3 separate regions of the Gossypium hirsutum genome follow, and all the other regions are linked to region 1. The links are chromatin contacts, called in public Hi-C maps. All regions are on one chromosome and are shown on one strand. Each heading gives the region's core, a stretch centred on a gene start, on an enhancer-like site or on the middle of the called end of the contact. The rest is flanking DNA. Distances are from core to core; before and after follow the strand shown. Region 1 holds the start of LOC107888823 (ultraviolet-B receptor UVR8). Region 2 has its middle 12 kb from the start of LOC121208934. Region 3 holds the start of LOC107897329 (glutathione S-transferase zeta class).

Evidence for each region. A called contact is a pair of places that touch in the nucleus more often than the background predicts.
Region 2: a contact with region 1 is called in a Hi-C map of leaf, with 2.4 times the contacts expected there. The contact joins the enhancer-like site here to the promoter of LOC107888823 in region 1. A contact is called at or near these places in 2 of 34 Hi-C or Micro-C datasets (both in leaf).
Region 3: a Hi-C map of leaf shows a contact between it and region 1, with 3 times the contacts expected there. The contact joins the promoter of LOC107897329 here to the promoter of LOC107888823 in region 1. A contact is called at or near these places in 10 of 34 Hi-C or Micro-C datasets (callus, hypocotyl, leaf and 1 more).

Annotation. Positions count from the first base shown.
Region 1 is chrA10:9,336,857-9,341,464 of Gossypium_hirsutum_v2.1, forward strand. LOC107888823 (ultraviolet-B receptor UVR8) reads right to left here and starts at 2,142. Exons shown (of 12, transcript XM_041079402.1): 1 at 1,593-2,142; 2 at 1-125. The coding sequence starts at 1,692.
Region 2 is chrA10:10,246,250-10,250,857 of Gossypium_hirsutum_v2.1, forward strand. No RefSeq gene overlaps it. Among protein-coding and RNA genes, the nearest start is that of LOC121208934, 12 kb to the right of the region's middle. Within about 2 kb of position 1,837, at least 3 of the 9 cell types and tissues checked have an H3K27ac peak or open chromatin away from gene starts, as enhancers often do. A contact at or near this core is called in leaf, where this site is marked.
Region 3 is chrA10:10,008,147-10,012,754 of Gossypium_hirsutum_v2.1, forward strand. It overlaps LOC107897329 (glutathione S-transferase zeta class), which reads left to right and starts at 2,622. Exons shown (of 10, transcript XM_016822762.2): 1 at 2,622-2,747; 2 at 2,824-2,908; 3 at 2,999-3,055; 4 at 3,157-3,242; 5 at 3,340-3,411; 6 at 3,540-3,593; 7 at 3,722-3,797; 8 at 3,917-3,978; 9 at 4,363-4,422. The coding sequence starts at 2,745.

The sequences.
Region 1 (4,608 bases), core at 892-3,391:
TGTAACAGATATTATATCAAGTCCATCCAATGCACTCAATCGTGTTGGCGAAAGTCGATCTTCCGCATCGCCATGGCCTAACTGCCCGTCCTCTCCTCGTCCCCATGAGCAAACAATATTTCCAGCTGTTAATGATCAAAAACAAGGATATACGCTCAAGTAGGTTTATGAACTTAAACCAACATGACTAATATCAGAATCTTGACTTTGAGATGCACTTATAAAGACAATAGTATTTATGACTTAAGCTCTCAACTGGATCTTCAGCACCCTAGTACAACAATAACATTGCTGTTGCCATGCACATGTGTTACTAAGACTAGGCATACAATATCCATATCCATGAGCATAGTACAGGCCTTAGCCATAAGAACTAACAGCCTACATTTCTCTGATTCCTTGTTTTACTTTAAGTCCTTGCATCCAACACGTGTCTGACACTTATTTGGATACAAGAGTGGAAAAAGTTTGAACACATCTGGGTTAGACATATGGTATTTGACACTCACCCAATAATATAGGCTAAGAACAAGAATATAAGAGCTTTTCTCTATGGCATATGCAAAAGGAAAGTAATGGATCTGTTTGTTCACATAAAAAACATGCTGTAAATAACTTAAGAGCCACTGAAAGGTTTCATTTCTCCTGTTTTTGAACAGTTGACAAGCCGTACGCCTACATTGCTTCAACTCTATTTTTTTCAATATATAAGTTTTAGGATATGACACTGTTCCTGCACGCAAAAGACACTTCAACTACCATAATTTATTTACTATGTATATATTTCAATAGTTATACATAAAATAAGAAATAATCAATATAAATTTAAACTTAGGAGAAAAAACTCTTGTAAGAAAAAAGAATTTCCTCCTCTTTACCCTAAGTAATTAAAAATTATCGATTCAAATTAATTTATTACTATATCATATAGTAAAATACGGTGATTCCTAGGATTAATGCAATTGTTTACATGGGAAAAATCAAGCGTGGAATCAACTACTGATATTTTCCAAAGTTTAACAGTGGAAATCATGTCATAGCTGATGTCAAAATTGGCCTAAAAGTCAAGAGATAAGACAAGACAACTCCCACCAGGTTGAAAAACGTCAATACGAAAATCGATGTCATTTGAAAAATATAGCATCATATGCATGTAATTACATACCAAAATACAACATGGGATGCTAACAGGGAGAGCTAAATCTGGTCATGGTATGAAGAAGCAAACATAAGAAAGCGTTTACGAGATAGAAAAGGATCCCAAAAGTTTCATCCAAAATGAAATATTTATAGGAAATCTGTGAACTTTGATTGATCGAAAGCATTAAAATGATGCGAAATGACATAATTTCCCAGGTATATTGAAGTTTTTGCTAGTAACAAAGGATCTGAGTGGCCTGTTTACGCGAGATTTCTAATTTCAGTAAATTAAGTAAGCAGAAGTGTGCAAGAAGAGGGTAATTCCTATCAAATTTGACCAATTCAGTAGTCCCAGAGAAGAAAGAAAAAAGGATCAGCAACAAAAACTAAAAAAAAAAAGTACTTGGAAATCAATTAAAAAGAAAGGAGGGGCAAAAGGAAAGGAGTAATACATAGAAGAGCAATGGAGTGGCTAGCACCAGCCGAGATGAAAAGAACCTGACGAAATGGACCAGTGACCTCAGTCATACGCACATCCTCTTCTGCTGCCATTTCTATATATCTTCCCCCCCCCCACCCACCCACACAATTTGTGGGATTTTTTTAAAATCTCTTGAAGATCTTTGTGTGGCCTTGATGAAGAAGAAAGTGAAACAGGAGATATTTTCAGAGGATTTTTGAAGATGAAAGAGAGTAGTAATAAATGGGGAGTGAAATGACGGGTTTGAAAGTTGAAAGTTTGAATAACTAGTTAAATAAAAAAAAGGAAAAAAAATATAATAATGAAGATAGAGATGGAAAGTCATAAATAACCCAGGGCAAGGGTTGTTTACAGTGACAGAGAAAGGACATGTGCACTATAAGAAGTTAAAAAAAAATAAAAAAAAAAGAGCCCAAACCAACAACAGAGACTCTTGTGACAATGATAACACTATGCCAACGAAGATGAAGAATATACAAGAAGAAACTAGACTTCCTCTCTCTCTCTCCCACACTTGGAATATCCTGCCTACCTACGAAGTTGACTCACTTGATATTTTTTAATATACTTGAGATAGAAATTATATTATTTTACTTAAGACTTTTTTAATGCATTTGAGTTAGAATTTATATGATTTTGGTGTCAGGAGTAAAAATATTATTATTTTTTTGTACATAAATGAGAAATAAGAAAATTTATTTGAGGCTTGCTGGTGGATAGGATAGTCACCCATCCATCAGTAATTAAGTTCCAGCAACCCTGCACCAAATTACTAAACTGATGAACTCTATCATATGGCTTATTAAATAACCATACTATTGTCATGGCATCCATCTTGTTTAATAGCTAAATGTTTAGCTAACTTTAAACCTTTGCGAATACCCCGTAGCTCTAGCTAGCTATCTTTCCTATTTTCATCCCGTATTAATCCCCTTATTGAGGCACTACTGGATTTCGATTTAACCAGACCATCCGTATTCCTTTCGACCCACTTTGGTCCTTTTAACATTGATCCCAGCTCATCAAATGATTATTCGAGTATTCCATAGTCTTACCTTAAAAAAACATTACTGTTAAGACCATCAAACAAAGGCTGGAAGTAAAGTGGATTGCAGGGAATAAAGTTGAATAGCACAAGTAATTTACTATATTAACACTTTCCTGTTGTAACCATAAAATAAAATTTGATATAAATTTAAAATTGTAAATAAGTATTTATCATATCAAATCGTCAAAAATAAAATTAAATACGGAAGCGTACTTGAATTAATTGATTTCTTGAAATCTACTCATTATGGAGTTTTAATCTTCTAAATTAGCACACAAGAAATCTAGAAAATGTGTCTCTCTCTTTTCTAAAGATAAGATATTAGAAAAGTTACCTTAGGTATAATTTGGGGACTATAGCCCTAATATATAACTATAACACATTAATCTTAACCCTAATTTCTAATCAGCCCATCATCAATTAGAAATTAGTTACTAAAAGATCTACACAGATTTAGCTCAGACTCTATTTAATAAATAAAACCCAATAAGTCTTAACTAAATTAGATCACTTTTAATTTAGGCTAATCTATTATGATAGTAAATAATAAGATGTAATTACTATTATTATATATGCGATGTCCATATTTTTCTAACATCTTCTACCTGCAGGAGACAAAACCTTGCCCTTCCGATCACTAAGCTATCTCATCACCTAATCTAACAAATGAACAGTGTAACCTTTATGCGAATAATTGGAACCTCCAGGTACATTCTCAAGCTATCTGTCAAAGGAATATCGCCAGTGATAGCATGTTTATTATGCATATTTTACATGTTCAAATCAATTAATTCTTTATTAATTTATTCTAATTGATGATTTTATATTAAAATTCTACCAGGAAAGAAATTCGGATGGCTTAAATAAAAGAACAAGTAGAAAATGACTAAATTGGAGCGCAAACAATAAAAGAAGGGTCAAACTAGAAATTTTGAGATCTTTAAGGGCTAATAAGATTTTTTTTACTTTGTAAAAGTCATATTTAGAAATGAAAAATCTCATTTTGATTTCATGTAATGAGTGGTTAGGTGGGTTAGCTAATTTTAGTGTATTGTTTGTGTATAAATAAAAGGGTATGATAGACTTGAAATGACACATTTGACACTTGAATTTACTTGCAATTGAATGAAATTATTTTTTTCCTTCCAATTTCATGCGTCATCAAGCATACTGCCATTCCATTTCAATTTCCTTATTTCTTTACAAAATTGTTTAATTGTTTTCTAAGCCTTTCCCTTTCCAACTTCCACCATTTCTTTAAAAACCATTTTCATACACCAACCAAGCATGATTAATTTCATACTTCACTAAAATTCTAACTTAGCTTTAAATCGGTATTCTTTCCGGTCAAGAATTGTGAGAATGAATCCGCACTAAAAATCTTTCATAACGGTATTCACCATCTCTCCGAAATATCGAGATAATCCAAATTCATCCCTTAAAGTTAATTCGATTTCAATACAAAGCATGTGCTGGGGTGGAGTCGTTTTGGTGTATATTTGGGAAGACGGGTGATTGTGTTGTATTCAGATTTCCGAGAACAAATTGGTACATCCTGGCAAGGTCAGACTAGTGGGATTTTCGTCAAGGGAGATAGTGATTGGATTTAAACCTCCCGCGCAATTGAGGCCATTGATCCGAGTTAGGTTCTTCAAAACGAAAGGCTATCAGGGTCTTGAATTGCGAATGCGTGTATCGTAGTTAGACAACCGATGAGGGTTGGTTTGTAGGTCTGGCGGTTAAGACGTTCTTAGCCACTATAACTAGCTTATTGTTTGGAGGAGAAAACTGATTTTCGAGGATCAATTCAGAAACAGGAATTCACCGAATTTAGGGCTAAGGCTTTATAATTTTGTTTACAGAATTCAAATTTGTTTTCTAGTTTTATTATATTTTTTATTTATATAATTGTTTATTTCTGTTATCTCACTTTCTAGAC
Region 2 (4,608 bases), core at 587-3,086, 910 kb after region 1:
CACCTATCTATTCAGTAAGGAACATTTCTTGTTGGAGTGCATTTTTTATTATAAAACATTTGTGTGTTTGGTTTTACAAGCTAAGTTCTAAATGAGAAATTTTAGAGGTGAGAGGTCTAATTTTTTAGATACAAGAGTGAAAATTCTTCATTGGGGTGTGTTAGAACTAGGATTACTAGATGTATTTGTTTAAGATATACTGGTCATCTCACTAAGCTAGGTTCTACAAACATAGGAAAATCAAATTGCGTAAACAACTTTGTTGCCCCCTATTTTCATTATGGTTGTTGCAGTTATTACAAAAGTGGCCACTTCCACTGTCACTCCTGTTCATATTTTGTTTCTCACAAATTAAGCAGCTAATACAGGCCAAAAAATTCTATAAAATACTTGAAAAAGAATTTTCCACTAGAAATTAATTGGAATGAAAATTGAATAATCTAACTTTGATTATTCAAGCATCTATTTATAATGCACCAAGTCGTGGTTAAGTGCCTTTACAAATGAACGCCACTTTTAGGTTTTAAAGTCCAGATACCTGTTCGCAAGGAATGTCCAACATCCTCATTCTTATACCTCTTCTCAATAGCAACTCATAACTCCAATTTTGTAATGAAGTCCATTGAATCATCAAACCTCTTAGCATAGATTGCTTGTGCTTTTGTGCTTTCGACATCCATGGAATAACTATTCTTAGCTTGTACGGTATTTGTTAGATTTGAAAATAGTTATTTTCTTTCAATTATGCAAAATACCATGAAACCCTATTTTTAAAATACAATACCTTTTATCTCAGGAATAGCAAGTGTATATTGCACTTTAAAATTGTTTTATATAAAAATGAATCATAGAATGCTTTAAAAGAAAATTTTCACTTGTTTAGAATAAAAATTGAATAATCCAACTCTAATTAAAGCATTTATGTATCACTACTAGTTACTTAAATTCCTCTACAAATGAACACGACTTTAAAATTTTAAAGCAACCAAAACAACACATCGAATGGAAATCACTTTTCCAACCGGAACAACACACCTTTGTATTTGAGATGGAAAAGTTTAAACCCACTGGATCTCACCACTCATACCTTGAATTTTCTTTTAATTATCAATTTTTTTTCTTTATATAATTTGTTCTAAATGTGTATTTATAATATATAATTACGGTTTCTTTATAAATATATAAAAACAAAATTTTATACCATTTTATTTGAAAATATTATATACAACAGTCATTCTAAAAATATCCACATAATCATGACCAAATAATAAATAAATATGTAGAATATGATTATTGAGGACATAAAGAGGGGCCACTTAAGTAGATTGATCCATGCAAAGTGATATCTTTTTCTTTTCTTTTTGAGGGACGTTTGTCCAATAAAACTAGTGGCCTGGACCAATTTGGCGGTTGTCAACCCACTTGTTTGCCACTTTCACTGCAAATTATTGCAATTTTGTTCTTAGCTAAAAATCTTCAACCACAAAGCGTGGTCTCTTATTTCCTCATCATCCCAGTTTGGGTGTCTTAGATATCTAAAACAGTGTAAAAAAAGATTCCTTTATATACAATTATGGTATGGTATGTATAAAACAAAAAGTGAGTGTTAAAATCACGAAATTAAATGCAACAGTTCCAAAGAGAGACGAGTGATGTTTTGAGAGGGACCCATAATATTTTTTTTTTTGGGGGGGGGGGGTGCAGCCAGTCACCGACCTATACAGGACTCTGTGACTGTCAAGGCTTGCATTTGAGCCGTCCAACCAATGTTGTAAGCCCTTAAAACCGACGTCCAGACACAACGCAACTTTAAGTATTTAATTCCTTGTCTTTATTACCCACAAAACTACAAAAACCTACTTTTTTTATATTCCTCCTGTGCATATTCAAATTAATAAGAGCCTATCTATGTGTCTGTTTCACATATAATCCCTAAACATGTGGCTCTTGTCTAATTCTGCCAACACTAAACAATGACGTTTTCTTTTTCTATCTTTTTTGGTACAATCTTCTTCTCATTATTTCTAACCTCAAGGAATATCTATATATGACTTTTAGCTTTATTTGTTCCTTGTCTTTTCCTAATTTGTGAGGTTGGAGAAAAAAAACTATCATCATTTAAAAATTTGTTTGTTTTAAAGTAATATATTTTATAATTTAAATTTAATATTTATTTTTAACACTTAGTGGTTTTTTTTAATTATTCGGAAGAGGAAACGAATATGATTTTGTAGGTTTTTTCATATCTTTTTTTTCAAAAATGTTTGTGATGGGAATTATTTAGTAAATCTTGCTTCTTTGATTAATTATCCAAAACTCTTTAGAATGAATTTGATTTCCCGAAATTATGTTTTGATCTATGCCCAATTTGTTAGCCCTTGTTGTATTGCTCTGGTTGACCTTTTTGAGTAATAAAGATTTATTACTTTTCATAAAAAAAATGGTAAGCCCTTGTACCAACGTCCAGACACAACTAAACTTGACATCTTTAGGTCCTTATCTTTATTGCCCACAAAACTACAAAATCCTACTTTTCTTTATATTCTTCCAATGCATGCATATATAATTGAAATGAACATGAATCTATCCCATTCCTAGTCTATGTGTCAGTTTCATGTGGCACTTGTATAAACAAGAATAGCGTAATTTTTAAAATTAGATCAGGTTATTCAATTCAACCATTTAAACAAAAACTTATTAGGTTTAATTGTTCAATGAGTAGTATAAATCCAACTATCAATCGAAATTGATATATCTCTCGAGAATTTAAAAGTTGATTATATTGTAAAACTGACCTTTGATAGAAGTGAAGATCTTCACTTAGGGATTCCTTTAAATTTGATTATACTTTTGTAATAACTTTGTTTGTTCTCATCAAAAAATTTGAGTGAAAAAATTAATTAAACTAGATTTAGATAAAATTTTGAGGTTTGATTATACTTTTATATATTCTATCTAATGTCTTATTTGAAAACCAAAATTTAGGAGAAAAAGGGTTTGGATTTACATTTTTAAATCCAAACATTTTGTTTGAACAAAATCCATTTAACATAAAAGATTTAGAATGATAAAAAGATAAAATCTAAAATAAATATATTTTTTTCTCAATCCATTTCAGTTAGAGTTGTTTATGGGTAGATTAGGTAGGCTTGACCTGATTTAGGCTAAGTTTACACAATACTATTTCTACTTTAACTCAAATCCATCTGGTCCAAATTTGATTTAAATAATTAAAAAATATTAAATTTAATTATAAAAATATATAAATATTTATATTTAATTTTTTTATTAACATTGTGAACAGTGAAATCAGCTTTTAATTGTGATTTATGACTTGTTTTTGTTACTCAAACTGATCTTAAAAGTTAATTAGTTATAATTAATGTTGACAATCCGCTTTTCAATCCCATGAAACATCCAGCTTGACCCTAAGTGTGTATCCTAGTTTACGTAATCAGCAGGTAAGATCAGTTGATGAACTGGGTGAGCAACAATGGCAAGTCGTAAACATTAATATTTTAATGAATATGTTTATTTTTCTATTAATATTTTATAGATTTTAAAATAAAGATCTGTTTAAAAAGTATTAAAAATATATTTTCATTTATTACGTAATCATCTAATAAATTTTCTCATTGTTTAATTGTACACATCAGTTCAATTAAAAATTTTATTGTTTGATTAAATTTAAAATAAAAATATAATATAGGACTATAAATACTTGAATATATTCTTTATTTGATTTATCTGTCAACATTGTTATTTTAAATATATAAAACATTAGTTTTTATATTTTTATATCTTTTCTATAACAAGGCTTAAATTATGTTGTATTAACTAAATAAAAAATAAAATGTGTTTCTCTTTTGCCCCGTTATGGGGCACATGTTAATTTCAAAGGCTATTTTTTTTATTTAATGAATACCCCCTCGCATTTCTTGGGTGGCTTTTTCAAGTTTTTAAAAAAATAATATTTTTAATTTGTAGTTTCAAATCGATATTTGCAATTAGAAATTGAGCAGTGCCGGAATCAGAAATTGAGCAGTGTCGGAAATAGTGCTACTAACAGTGCCAACTATTTCAGGCATTGGTGAAGAACAAGGCGGAGAAACAATGAACACTCAATATGTTTACATAGTCCGCTTTCCCTACATTTGTAAGGCCTAGTCCAGAGACATAATCCACTATCTTAGCAACTCTTACAATAAGGGATTACAACTTCTTACACTTACCATATAAGGCTCTTCACTTTTATACCTAGGATCTAGAAAATTCTCCTCCAAGTTTTCCCCATGAAACCTTATGACATTAACCAAGTAAGACACTTGATTTTTCACTCAATGCACTCAGCAAAAACGTTTCTCAATGAACAATAATGAGTTCTCTTAATTTCATACACCACCTAAATAAGTCCCTTCAATTTATTAGGATTTGGGATTTGCTAACATACTATATCAATTGCAATCAATCTTCCCTAGAAACAAGCAAGATAATAACCATAAAGAATATCTTCAACCAGCTTAGCGTAAGTCTTGAATCTTTAGGAAATACTTCCAAGTTTTTCCCAATACAATCTAATCCACTAAACTTAGGAAGTTAATTATTTTG
Region 3 (4,608 bases), core at 1,372-3,871, 670 kb after region 1:
ATTCTTTTCTAATACATACCATATTGAATTTCAAGTGCTTTATTTATAATATATGCATCTCATTCTTATCATTTACATAATAAATAAAATTTAAATCTAAAATTTATTCTTATCATTTACATAATAAATAAAATTTAAATCTAAAATTTGAATCATAACATGAAATTAAAAAAATATATTTAATAAAACAGAGATAAAAGATAAAATCACTCCTAGATATATTACTTTTATTGAAAATAAAAATAAAAATATGATGTAAAAAATTGTATTATTTAAACTCTATATGATGACATGATGATCAAGAATATTCATCATCCTAAATTAAATTTAAATTATATTAATCTTATTAATTATTTAAACTTTATCCTATTATTATAATTCACTAAAAAAATAAATCTCGAAAAAATATATTTTAGGGATCCACATCTCTAACCTTTTCAGATTTGTGCCGACTTAAACAAAATCAGATTTGTGCCGACTTAAACAAAATCAAAGACATATCCAAAAATTCATAGAAATTTTTAATATAAATAACAAAAGCTTCGTGGTGTTATCGTAATGAAAGTGACTTCATTTCCAATTTTTTCCTCTTTTTGTTTTCTTCTTTCCATGTTTTTAAGTTTAATAAATGGTAGTAATGGATACCGGATAAGTTTGTAATGTTCATTTGACTTCATCATGGCTTACACATTTTGGATTTTCAATAAAATTGGGTTCAATAGATTGAGTTTTCTTTCTTACTTTTTATCAACGGTTTAATTTTGGTTATCCAAAATAAAATTCTTAAAATTTCATCATTTAATTTTTAAAATATTTTTATTATAGTAAGACGCTTAGCTTTACACAGGATCATGTTTATTCATTCATTTTAGTTACCTAACTTTTAAGTCGCTTTCATCTTGATCAGTAAAAATAATCATTTTTTAAGTATTGAATACGAAAGGTTATCGTGAAAAAGTGGTAGAAACTAAAATAATGCATTAATAAATAGTTAAACTCAAATAACTCACGTTAACAATTGCTTATGCAACCCATTTTTTTTATAATATGATCTTGAATTTTTTATGTTAAGCTAAAATCAAAGCAAAATCTTTACAATTAGTTAAACTAATTAATTTTATCTTCCATCCCAAACAAAACTTAGAATTCTTTTCATTATTTCTTTACCCAAATGAAGAGCAAGCAATTAATTAAATTAATTCCAATGATTTTTTTCTTTGTTTTTAACTTATCATGGAAGATTCAATATCATATAATCAAAAGAAATTTAAGTTTCATAACAAATTATTAAATATGGGTTAATTGAGTTGATTCTATTAAGATCTTAAAACATAAAATAAAATTTAAAAATGACATAATGATTTATTTAGTCCTCTAACTTTATAAAAAAGTCATTTTAGCTCTCATTTATTTGTCTCGTCCTTTAGCCATTGAACTTGTATTTTTTTTATCAAATCACCCTAAAATGAATGGAAAAATAAATATTTTTTAACTTTGTTGATGTGCCATACACATGGATTGCCATGTGGATGACACATTAGCATTTAATTAATTTTTTAAAATTTTAAAAATAAAAAACCATTAAAAATATAAAATATATTTTTAAATATGTTTTAAATTTTGACATGTCATTCACGCGGCAATTCACCTGTATGCCACGTCAGCAAAGTTAAACAAATGTTAGCTTTTTCATTTATTTTGGGGTGATTTGACAAAAAAATACAAGTTCAAGAGCTAAAAGAGGCAGAAAAATAAATTGAGGGCTAAAATAATTTTTTTGTAAAGTTTGAGGGCCAAAAAAATCATTATGCCTTTTAAAATTTAGAAAGAGATTAATTTAATTATTTTCAATATTATAGTAACAAATAAGTTGATATTATCATTGTATAATTTTTTTAACAACTTATTTAATTGGTTTAGATGTTTTGAAATTTAAATTTTCAATATTGAAAAAAATAGAATTTTCTTCAATGAGATAAACAAGTACAATTTAACCATTTCTAATGCGTTAATTTAATGGGTAAATTACACCAACAGTCACTCTGATTTCTATTCAGTCACTTAACTTTCGAAAAATAAAAAAAAATTACTAACATTATTAAAAAGTGACAAATCAGTCACCTATTAACATTTTCCATTATAGACCTAATGGGCTAGGTGACGTGGCCAGTTAACTTGTCACGTTGGATGAGGCAAAGTTTCAATTCAGTTCACTCAACTTTCAAAAAATAATAAATTAGCCACTAACGTTATCGAAAAGTGACAAATCAATCGCTCATTAACATTTCCCGTTACAGGCCTAACGAGACAGGTGACGTGGTCAGTAAATTAGCTTACATGGTTAGTTTAATCCTTAATGTCTTTTTAGCTGGACTAATACTTAAACATAAAATATCCTTTTCGGTGACCAAAATAAAAGTACAAACATGATTTGGCGTATACAGTTATCCGCCATTAAAAATTTAACGCTTCGTTGACTAAAATAAAAGCAACCTAAAAATTGGTGAGGAAATTGCAATACTATTATTTTAGTGACCAAAATGAAAGAATACTAAAAGTCTGGTGACCCAATTGGGTAGTTTACCGTTTAAATTAGTCCTATCCAAAATTTACCACACATGTTCTTAGAATCTGGTACAAATATAGAGCCGTGGTAGAGTTTAGCAGTTAACCGTCCTTATATCCTAGAGAAAGAAAAACAAGATACTGAGTGCTGTCTATTGAAATCGGTAGTCGCTGCAGATATGGTACAATCTTCTCTAATTATCTTTGTTACATTGGTATGATAGTAATGATTTAACAGTAAAATTGGTACATACACAGGCAGAGGGGGAGAACAAACTCAAGCTCTATTCTTACTGGAAGAGCTCCTGCTCCTTCCGTATCAGAATTGCCCTTAACCTCAAAGGTAGGTTTCCTTTTCTTTCTTAGGGCTTTTTTTCTCCATTTTAGTCTATTACTAACAACTTTTAGTTACTGGGTTCTTTTCGTTTTGCAGGTCTGGAATACCAGTACATACCCGTGAACTTGCTTAAGGGGGAGCAATTCAGTCCTGGTCAGAATTTTTATTTTCTTCTCTTTGCTCGATTCACTAAATTGTTTCTAATCCATTAATTATTGTAATTAAAACATTGTGGAAACTTGGAAAATGGGTAGAATTCCAAAAGCTGAACCCTATTGGGTATGTACCGGTGCTGGTGGACGGTGACATGATCATTTCAGACTCTTTTGCGATTTTCATGGTCGTTTTTCTGTTTCCACCCTTTTCTTTTCATTTATTCTATTCATTATTTAGCTTGAATTGTTTGTTTTTAATAAATCAGAATTTTGATCTAACAGTATCTGGAGGAGAAATACCCTCAACACCCTTTATTACCATCTGATCTTGCAAAGAAGGCACTCAATTTCCAGGTCTCTGCTTTCCTTCTTTGAATCACTCCTTTACCCTTTTTTTCCTTGTCCAACTTAACTTTGTATGATTAATTAATCATGTTTTACTAAGTTTTGCTACACTAATGAGTACTCACATCATTCTATAGGCTGCAAATATTGTTTCCTCTAGCATTCAGCCTCTTCAGAATCTAGCTGTACTGGTTTGTCTCGGACTGAATTTCCCTCTTTTAAGCATTCATTTCGTTTCTGAAAGCCGCAGATATTCTTTTTTGGTATTATTGATATCTGTATAGGAATTGCGTTTGATTTGCTGCTTTTCCCTTTTCAGAAGTACATTGAGGAAAAAGTAAGTCCAGATGAGAAAATTCCTTGGACAAAATTTCATATTGAGAAAGGCTTTGAAGGTAAGTGATGAGTAAGGCATCATCCAAATAACCATCCTCCTAAGATTAAATGCCATCAGGATTATTGTTTCCTCTAATAGATCTAGCATATCGATTTGATTAATGCTTCTCTGTTTCAGCGCTTGGGAAGCTGTTAAAAGATCATGCTGGAAAATATGCGACTGGAGATGAAGTTTCCATGGTTAGTTTCATTCTCTCCTGCTTATACATGCCTTTGAATTAATGTGGTTTCATTTTTTTTATTTATTTATTTTTTTTTGTTTGGGGGGGGGGGGTTGGTGGGGGATGCTTCCTGCAGCAATATGTGATTAAGAAAATGCAAATCAGGCATCATCTAGATGCCATTTTGCCCCTGAACTATATATGCCTTTGGATTTCAGATGGAATGAGTTAGCCATAGATCTAAGTTATGTTTGACATTAGCTAATATCATCTTCTGTTGCTTGTTATGAAACCCTTTCAGAAGTTCACTCCTAATGTACTGTAGAATAAGAAATATCTGAAACTATTTATTTTGAAATGTTCTGAATACATACATAAATATGCCTGTTGACTTTGTTTGCAGGCAGATCTGTTTCTAGCACCACAGATTCTGGCTGGGATTGAACGATTCAATGTTGACATGGTAATCTGCTTATTCCATTAACTACTAGTTTCTGCATCTAATTGTTATTTGTTCACTTTTAACTCATTTGAAGTTGCCATTCCTCTACGCACACTCAAACGCAGGCATGCATTCTTGGCTTTTCTATTTGCTCTTATGCTTCTGAAATTTTTGAGTTAGAGGGAGAAATATTGCTTCATATATCAC